Regions from separate parts of the Mus musculus genome. Here region 1 is linked to region 2. The links are chromatin contacts, called in public Hi-C maps. All regions are on one chromosome and are shown on one strand. The core of a region is the stretch at or near the end of the contact, and the rest is flanking DNA. Distances in the headings are between cores, read along the strand shown. Region 1 overlaps Stxbp4 (syntaxin binding protein 4). Region 2 overlaps Gm34850 (a long non-coding RNA gene).

What was found. A called contact is a pair of places that touch in the nucleus more often than the background predicts.
Region 1: a contact with region 2 is called in a Hi-C map of group 2 innate lymphoid cells, with 3 times the contacts expected there. The contact joins two enhancer-like sites. A contact is called at or near these places in 5 of 484 Hi-C or Micro-C datasets (the HPC-7 cell line, bone marrow-derived macrophages, group 2 innate lymphoid cells and 1 more), 2 of 115 datasets of contacts at active chromatin or transcription factors (bone marrow-derived dendritic cells and double positive thymocytes) and 2 of 9 other capture datasets (adipose tissue and pancreatic islet).

Annotation. Positions count from the first base shown.
Region 1 is chr11:90,612,846-90,617,505 of GRCm38.p6, forward strand. The region is part of intron 4 of Stxbp4 (syntaxin binding protein 4); the gene reads right to left. Among named protein-coding and RNA genes, the nearest start is that of Stxbp4, 23 kb to the right of the region's middle. Within about 2 kb of position 3,061, at least 7 of the 459 cell types and tissues checked have an H3K27ac peak or open chromatin away from gene starts, as enhancers often do. A contact at or near this core is called in group 2 innate lymphoid cells, where this site is marked.
Region 2 is chr11:90,461,465-90,466,544 of GRCm38.p6, forward strand. It overlaps Gm34850 (a long non-coding RNA gene), which reads right to left. Exons shown (of 3, transcript XR_880134.1): 3 at 1,919-3,132. Among named protein-coding and RNA genes, the nearest start is that of Gm34850, 8.9 kb to the right of the region's middle. Within about 2 kb of position 2,852, at least 19 of the 459 cell types and tissues checked have an H3K27ac peak or open chromatin away from gene starts, as enhancers often do. A contact at or near this core is called in group 2 innate lymphoid cells, where this site is marked.

The sequences.
Region 1 (4,660 bases), core at 1,811-4,310, 150 kb after region 2:
ATGGATTAATATGTACTCGGTGTGCAGATATGACTTGAGGGAATGCTGTGGCCTCTCCCTCACAGGTTTTAGAGCAGCTGTACCACATGGCAAGTAAAATACCAAGCATGTCCACATGCTACACTTCAGTCTGAACTCTCGCATTTGACAGTGATGTACATGTTGAAATAATAATGTGTTCCTGGTCACTTAAGTTCCCCTGTTGTAAACTGCCATTGCTGTTCATTGCAATTATGACTATATTATAAAGTTTTAAATAGCATTATTGTATTATCAGAAAACATCTATTGAGTCTGATCCTGACGGAACTAACTCATAATTTAGAAAGGAAGTATTTCTGAGAGTATTTGGAGTCATTTCCCAATCTACAAATTAGATGTAGGCTTCTTTTAACTCTTGATATTAGTATGGACATAATAAAATTGCTTAATGACTATAAGACTCTATTCATTATCTTAGCGAAAAAGTTGGTAATGGTATTTATAGCACAAGCTTATTGTAAGAATCAGAGAACACATGCCAAGCACATTTAGGGTGGTGAATGTGGTAAGGTGAAACAGTCTTACCTTTACCATAGGCTACTTACAAGAAAAGTTTAATTTCTGCTCTTGAATTAGAGAATTTTGGATGGAGCCAACTCCTGGGAATGCTTGGTATATGCCTTAGCTTTCCGAGCCTGTTCGAAGCTAACTGCAACCCCCCTTTTCTAGCTTCATTCTACCTTCCATTATAGCATACAAGTTCCTCAAGCTTTTCAGAGGACGGTCCCCAAACCAGCTAATGTTTCCAGGATTTTATACATGGCCACTCAACAATGCTAGCATCTACCCTATTTCTCTACAAGAATAACCGTCACACCCCCACCGCCAGGCTCAAATGCTATCTTTGCTGAACAAATATACGTTATTTCCCTGTATTAGAGCACTGACTTTCTACTGTCCCCTTACTCACACCCAATTCTACCCTCTTCGAAACCAGACATCTTGATACTAATACAGCTAACTCTCAGACTATTCGCTCACTCCTATGGTTGGCTAGATCAGGGCATCATGGTTGTTTCCCCTGCACACTGCAAAAAATATAACAGCTCACTAATAAATGAATGCGGTCCAGGACAGAGCTCTGGGAAATCATCACGCTATACCATAATGGAAACAATAATGACATCAAAGAAGAGCGTGACATTGCAACGTGAACTGTCTTGGCTACTGCTCCCTCAGTGTGCACCAATGGGACTGGGCTCTGTCTACCAGAAGCTTTGCCCTCCCATGCATCCAAATGCTTTAACCCTAGTTCAGCAATGTGTTTAGCATATGCTCCAAGGAGCTACAATCGGAAAGTGAAATATGGCCCTCCCCAGTTTGTGACCATTACTAACGTGGGCACTTATGTCAGTGGCACCTTTGTCTTTACTTACAAGCTTGACATAAATTGTTCAATCGATCAAACGTAAAATGACAAATAGCTGTATGAGATTATGTCTTTATGTGGCGAGGAAGAATGCTGCCGAGGATACTATGGCAGTGGCTCAGAGGGCCATTGCAATTTCAGAGGCAGGAGAGGAAATATACTCTTCCAGGCAAACAGGCAGAGTACATAGCTACATGTGCATGTTCTATAGAGAGCTTTTCTATGTATTTTGAACATGTCTTAAGGATCAACTATATGCAATACACAAAGTTCCTTCAAATCAACACAGAAGCGTTCTTCTTTATGTTACTAGCAATGAGAGAAAAACAATCATTCAAACAATTTAAAATGTTATCAATGCTCTGATACACAGGGCTAAGGAGATGAACCTTGGTCTGGAAGGAAGCTGGTGGCAGTGGATAGTGGAGAGAACTGTGACAGAATGACTGTGGCAAAGCCATTCATTAATAGTATCTGAGTGACTCCCACTAAGGGAATGACGATGATGAAGAAATCGGATGGAGTCTTTGCCATCAAGAGGTACAATGAGCAATGGTTAGACTGAGCTAAAGCGATCAGGGACACAGATGCACCATTAGACACCGAGTCAGCTGATAGGAAGCACTGGAACAAGAACTAGCCACACATACAGGAAAAACAAAACCTGGCCTTATCTGCACTTGCACCGGAGGACAGGAAACAAGTCCTTTGCCAACTGCTTTATAAACTGATATCTGGAACAGTAGAATGAGAAGGAGGCACTGGTCCTGAAACAATATACCTAGACCGAGATAAGGAAGGAATGGCTCTTTCAGAAAGAGGGAAGACAAGCTTGTAAGGGTAGAGCTAGAGAAAAGAAGAGCTGAAGGCAGAAGCAGTCTACACAGGGGCGTACAGGTTACTAATAATACTAAGGTAGCTTTGTGGGAGAGGAAATAGGCAAGGTGCATTAAGAGTAGATAAAGCTACTGAGAGTTGCAACAAAAGCCAATGACAACCTAAAGACAGAGCCTAGAGAGATGGCTCAGCCAAAAAAAAAAACCCCACCTTTCTGCAAGCAGGAGAACCCTAGTACAGACCCCCATCACACACATAATAAAGTGTATGCAATTCCAGTGCTGGGAAGGCAGAGATAGGCAATGGGCTCTAGCCAGACTAGCTTAATTAGCCAGATCTAAGAGCAGTAAGAGACTTTGTCTCAAAAATTAAGGTAGAGAGTGACAAATAAAGATGGTTGACATTAACCTTGGCCTCCATCATTTTCGTGTACACATACATGTAATTGTACCAGCAAATATACACACATGTGCTTATATCAGACAGACAGACAGACAGACAGACACACACACACACACACACACACACACAAGCTTGTGCATGCGCGCGCTGCCTGACTGATTAATGGGTTTAAGAGACAGAGAGTAAAAAGGTCAGCAGTATATACTAAGATAACTGGTACATCTTAATGATATGGGAGGAAGGACATGACTCTGAACAGCCATTGAAAAGAGGCCGTTGTTTGGGAAGAAAGGAGAGGAAGGTGCGAGGTTAAGCATCACAGATTGTGCCTCAGAAGTGCTGCACCTAGGACCCCTCTAGGAGAACTAAGTGGAGATTTGTACCAGGAAGTTAGAGCTGATCAAGGGAGTGCTGAGGTTAGCAAGAGGCTTAAGGCGGCCTCGGAGGGCTCTAGACTGCCAGAGACCAGCTCATGCGGGAGAAAGGGCTTTCAGATCCTCGCCTCTCCTTACTCAGGACCTGTGGGGCTGTTCTCAGTGTATAGCTACAAGAGCTAACAAGAATTCTGCTACAGAACACCTGTCGTCCTCTTCGGGCATCCATAGGTACTACACACATTTAGTCAAGACATAGAAAATCAAGTACAAACACACACACACACACACACACACACACACACACAGACAGAGAGAGAGAGAGAGGAGTTTTAATAAATTATAGTCAAGTTAAAGGACACATAAAATTCTGAAAATAACTAACAATTGATCCATCTGCCAGCCTGGGCAACTTATCTATCTCTCTCTCTCTCTCTCTCTCTCTCTCTCTCTCTCTCTCTATCTATCTATCTATCTTGTGTCTGTCTATCTATCTATCTATCTATCTATCTATCTATCTATCTATCATCTATCTATCTATCTATCTATCTTGTGTGTGGTTGACTCCCAAGTGTGGTTGAAAGCTTAAAACAGAATCAAGGTCCCTAGTAGCATATTAGTATCAAAACCAGTTGCAGTAACATTGCATCTGTTCTGTGTTTACTCACAGCATTCCATCTTAAGGAATATTAAAATAAACATAAGGAGCCAAGGATTATTTATTCTTGTACACTTTTTGTCTAATTGGTTTTCTTTTGCACATGACCTGAACATTAATAACTCCACACTGCTCTCTAGTGGTGAATGAAGAAAACAATCCATCAGAATGGATTTTGCACACCTCAACTAACAAGAAAAGGTATATATCAGCCACCAAATGCAGACACTATTGCATATGCCAGCAAGATTTTGCTGAAAGGACCCTGATACAGCTGTCTCCTGTGAGGCTATGCCAGTGCCTGGCAAATACAGAAGTGGATGCTCACAGTCAGCTATTGGATGGAACACAGGGCCCCCAATGGAGGAGCTAGAGAAAGTAACCAAGGAGCTGAAGGGGTCTGCTACCCTATAGGTGGAACAACAATATGAACTAACCAGTACCCCCAGAGCTTGTGTCTCTAGCTGCATATGTAGCAGAAGATGGCCTAGTCGGCCATCACTGGGAAGAGAGGCCCCTTGGTCTAGCAAACTTTATATGCCTCAGTACAGGGGAACGGCAGGGCCAGGAAGTGGGAGTGGGTGGGTAGGGGAGAAGGGTGGGGGAAGGGTATAGAAGACTTTTGGGATAGCATTTGAAATGTAAATGAAGAAAATATCTAATAAAAATTTTTTTAAAAAAAGAAAAGGCATATATATCATGAACATAGTTTCTTAATTTGCTATGGTTTACTGCAGATAAAGCCATTTAAAATTACTGCTTTCAATTTATTAGTCTAATTTTAAATATTTGTGGAAATAAAAAGGATAAATTAATTGTTCCTTGTTTTAAAGGTAGACCTGTATTATTTCTCAGGCACCTTGAACTATTCCTGCACCCTACCCCAAGTATATTAAGCAGCAAGGCATGGTGACCTGTGCCTTGAATAGTGAACATTTGGAGGCTGAGTTAGGAGAATCGACATGAGTTGGAGTCCAGT
Region 2 (5,080 bases), core at 1,602-4,101:
GGGTACCAACCCAGATCAAGTCAACTTGCAGCCAGGCTTCCCAGCACATGGAAGAGATCGTAGGCCGTCTCTGGCATCTGTTCCTTATGATGAAACCTGTCTAAGTAGGACGATGGAACTGTCCAAAGCTAGAGGGAAGTAGCAGGCTTCATTAAATCGCCTGTACTTATTTATTTTCAACAAGCACTGTCTTGTAACTCAACCTCCACTCTTTCACACTAAACCACCTCCTTCTAATGAGAACAAGGAATTTAACCCTGGACTTAAAAAACTTGCTGTACTCTCCAATCCAGGGCAGTGACGCTTCTCCTTGGTGGTTGCAGAGCAGGGAATGTTGGTCCTCTCATCCATCTGTTGGGACTGCAGTGAGACTCAAAGTAGGCTCTCAAGCAAATGCATTTGGATTTTCAAAATATCCATCTTTTCCTCTCCCAGATAAATTGCTCTTGACTTTTCTATACCCAGAGGTTGTTCAGGGCACATATTTAATGAAGCCTCAAGAGGAAATACAATGATCACTCACAATTACATTTCTAAGAAAGGATGGCCTTTATTAGAAATACATTCATCATAATATATTTTCATCTTAGTCTATTAGTGAATGGTTTCCTTGATACTTCGAAGCTTACTTTCAGCATGTTTTCCAAGTATCTGTTGGGTGGATCCCTGGATTCAGGCTCTCAGGCAGAGTAATGAAAATACATGAAATCCCTACACATATGTAGCAGATGTGGAGTTGGTCTTCATATGAGTCCCCCAATGATTGGAGCGGGGCCTGTCTCTGACTCTGACTCTGACTCTGTGGCCTGCCTTTGGATCCCCTTCTCTTAGCTGGGCTGCCTTGCTTGGCCTCAGTGGGAAAAAGATGCACTTAGTCCTGGTGAGAATTGATGTTCCAGGACAGGTTGGTATCCAGGGGCGTAGTCTCTCCTTCTCTAAAGAGAAGAGGAGGGGGGATAGGGAAAGGGAATGGGAGGGGAGGACTGGGGGAGAGGAGGGAAAGGGGCTGTTATCCTGGGCTTGGGATGTAAAGTGAATAAATAAATTAATTAATGAAAAACTCTGGGGAAGAAACCATGACCTTAGGCTTTACATAGGATTTGTTCCTATGGAGAGTGTCGAAGACGTCTACCTGAGGAACGTGGAGACAGACTCTCAGACTTTGAGAGTCTGGGTAGATGAGGGCTATGAGTACGACTGAGACAGATGGTTCTTGAGTGAAGCAGAGAAATGAACCCTGCGGGGCAGGATACGAATGGATATAAAAGTAACCAAGTCTATGGTCCAGTGAATCCTGACCGGTCACTTCTCCTTAATGCCTTTAAAGGAAACAGAGAGGATTCCTTTTAAAATAAAGCAAAGGAATGTCTGAAAACACTCGAGACGATGGTTTCCCTCTGCACAGAGTCTAACAGCTTTTTCCTGTCATTATGTGGTCGTTTTGGGTGGAAAATATTTCTGTATTCCAACTGCTAGGAAAGAGCCACAGAGCTAAGCAAAGAGAAAAATCCTCTGTGGGTCCTTTCAAGTCAGGAGTGGGCACAGGGCTTTTGACTGGAACCAAGAAGATCATGTGGTGAGAACACAGTGGTGGTTATGAGGAAGGGCCGTTCTTGGTTACAACAGTGCCCTTCTCCGCCAAGCCACAGGGGACCGAGGAGTGGAAGGATTGTGTCTTTCCAGTCCCCATGTGCCTTTGTTCTAGGGGAGAGAAGTAATTTCAGACAGCTGGAGCTTGGATCGGAGTGACAGTGGGGACTCTGGTTTAGACATAATGCATGGCTTATTTGAATTGTATGCCTTATTCCTCATGTCCTTTTACCCACACAACATCTAATCTTTCTGATGAAGATAATGTTACCCAGATACATCAAGTAATATACACCATGTTACATAACAGCTCAGAGCCAGCTCTCTGTTAATCCAATCATGCTTTTATTTGGCCTGATCAACATGAGAGATCTTTAATTAATATTTACTGGACACTCATGGTACCTACCATTTCTTCATTTCAGAGGTAACACCTAATAGTGGATTCAACACCCCTCTGCTTGGTCCTAGAGTTGCATAAGGCCAAAGCCTCAGTTTCCCCACCTGTCATGGAGAGATGATAACCGTACCCATCACAGACGTCAGAGAGATTAAACAAGATGATTGTAGGGCTCAGTGCAGCATCTGGCACACTTAATTCTGAGGTTGGCTCTGATTTAATCTTTCTGGGTCATTCTGTGAAAGCCAGCATCTTTAAATCTTATGTTTGGCTGCTATAAACATGATAGGAAAGGTTGATGCTCCCTTTAAAACTGTCTTTCTAAATCCCTCTAAATCCTTGATTGACAGTTCTGGAGGGCTGTGAGTTGCTTCCCTTGTCCTGTCCTCTTCTGATACTTCATCGCCCTCCTTCAGGTTCCTCTGGCGGGAATCTCATGTATTTGCATTACAGCTTCATCATCTTGGGGGGAAGCTTTGTCAATGGTACAGCCTGCAGTTCCTAAATCCTTCCTGGGAGGAGGAGGAGACAGCTCTTGGATAATAGATGGTCAGTCTCTGACACCAGCCAGGTTCGGGTTGGCTCACAAGGTCTGTGACTTGTGGTAATCTCTGATGTACGAAGAAAGAGTTATTTTTTAAAATCACGGGACTGTAAGCAGTATCCGCCGTGCAGGAAGCAAGGCTCAGCATGCATTTGGCTGTGGGTAATTCTCAGCAGCACAATGGGCTCTTTGACTCCTTCCTGAGCCTGACCTCTAACTTAAGGCAGCATCTTCTGCTCGGCAAGGTTTCTGCCTATGCATGCTTGTCTGGAGTCCCTCTCTGTACGTCATCCACTCCATGAGTGAATGTGCTGCCTACTTTTTTGACCAGCCAATTAAAGGGCAAGTTCATAGCGTCCTATTCATCGGTGAGAGCAATATACTCCAGAGGCAGACAGAAACTTCACTCAAGGTCTGGAACAAAATTTCAAAGCACTTTATCTGCATAAGGCAATTCCTGACATCAGTGTCTTCTTCCTGTGCTTCACAGAGCCTAAGATTCACTTGAATCGGTGTCTTTTGTGGTTTCTTTTGATTTGACGAATATGCTCTTTTTATTTTGGGCCAATTTTGAAGTTTTTTTGACTTCTTTTGACATCTGAAAAAAAAAAAAAAACGAGCCTGTGGATCTGCTTCATTCAAGAAGAATGAAGAAAGAAAAAGAGAAGAGAGGGTTGGGAGATGGTTCCTCGGGCAAAGTGCTTGCCACACAAGCGTGGGGACCCGAGTTCGGCTCCCTGGTACCCAGATAAAAGGCAGTCAAGTGTGTCTGTGAGCCCCGCACTTAATGTTAATAAGGATGTATTTCCCTTACACGCCCCTTTCTTCACAAACTTACATGCTTTGACTTACTAAAGTTACTTGAAATATGATTCAATTTTTAAAAAAAAGTCTTAGTAATGCAATGAAACTATATTTTTAACAACTCACATTAGCGTAAAAAACAGCTAAAGCTTTTGTTTCAGCACACTGCTTTATTCTGAAAGTTTATTTATGATGTCCACTATAAAAAGGCATCTTTCTCTATTTTTGGTCATTAGTTCATTGATTAATTGTGAGCGATCCCTTGGGGAAGTGTGGCGATAGCTGGTGGCACTCTAATCTCAATTTAGAGCAAATGTCTAAAAGTTGGACCAGTGATATATATATATATATATATATATATATATATGCCTGTCTGTCTTCAAATTTATTCATATATTCATTTCATATGTTCATAATATTTTCATTATTATTATCTGCCTGTCTACCTATCATCTATCTACCTAGCTTATCAATCTACTCCCTCTCTATATATACACACACATTTCTCTCTCTCTCTTCCTTCTTTCCTTCCTTCCTTCCTCCCCTCCTTCCTTCCTTCCTTCCTTCCTCCCCTCCCTCCCTCCCTCCCTCCCTCCCTCCCTCCCTCCCTCCCTTCCTTCCTTCCTTCCTTCTGTTTTTTCTTTTCTTTTGGTTCTCCGGAGAACCCTGAATAGTGTGGTAAGAGATTAATATATAGCAAGCACTAAACCAATGTGCTGCATGTAATCTACTTAATGCAACCCTCTGATATCCTAAGATGTTATTTGCCTTCTGCCAATGTGGCTTATAGCACTTACGTAATGCTGCCAAGCACATATGGCTTTCACGAGAGATAGTCACATATCCACAAATCACATGGCTTTGTGTAGGTCAACAAATTCATCATTTGAATTGATCTATTAAATGGGAATGCTAATGCCCCCTAAAGGACTATTGGGCTTAAATGATAGGTATAAAGTACTTGGAACAGGATTGCATGTATGGTAAGGGACTCAGAAACACTAGATTTTATCACTTGATTTCCTATTTGTGTTAACAAAATTCAGAGGTTGTACAGCTTGTGGGCTAGATCTGATTCCTCTAATTCAATATATCACTAGCAACTAAATTCGATCATTGGTTCATCTCCATTAAGCTCTAGTGATATTTCATGTTATCCTGGGGGAAAAATGTGATTACTGTGACATTTAAAATTCTGCACAACCCAGGGAGAGGGGGAAGGCAAACTTTTTCAAGCAAGAGGAAATCCTGGCTAACTGTCATCAGTCAACTCTGGTCGCCACACTCTAGAGAGCTAGGCAGCTGCAAAGGTCAGAGAAGGTGCGTTGTTTCCCAAAAGGTGTTTGGTATTTACTTTTTCTCAAGCATGTTCCTTCTGCTCTGATAACCGTTGTCATCTTCCATTACAACAAAAGCTGTCAGAGGGATTTCGCAGGCATATGGCATTAATTTAGTTATCCCCTCTGTGGTCATAAAAGGGTTTGCAAAAATGAAAACAAATCTCTACTCAGCTGCTCATCAGTTCATATTCTTGGGTGGTGATCATGTACCACACAACCAGGAGGACAGTGTTCCACTGGGAAAGCAATGGGATGAACACACTCCTCTCGGGGTACCAGCTCCTGTGTGCTTATTCTCTATTTTCTCCCCAAGCTTTGGGAAGCAGGTCAGAGGATTACAAAGAATTCCATGGAAACTATAAAAGTGTCAGCCACATTTGCTTTTCATTGCAACATTATTTG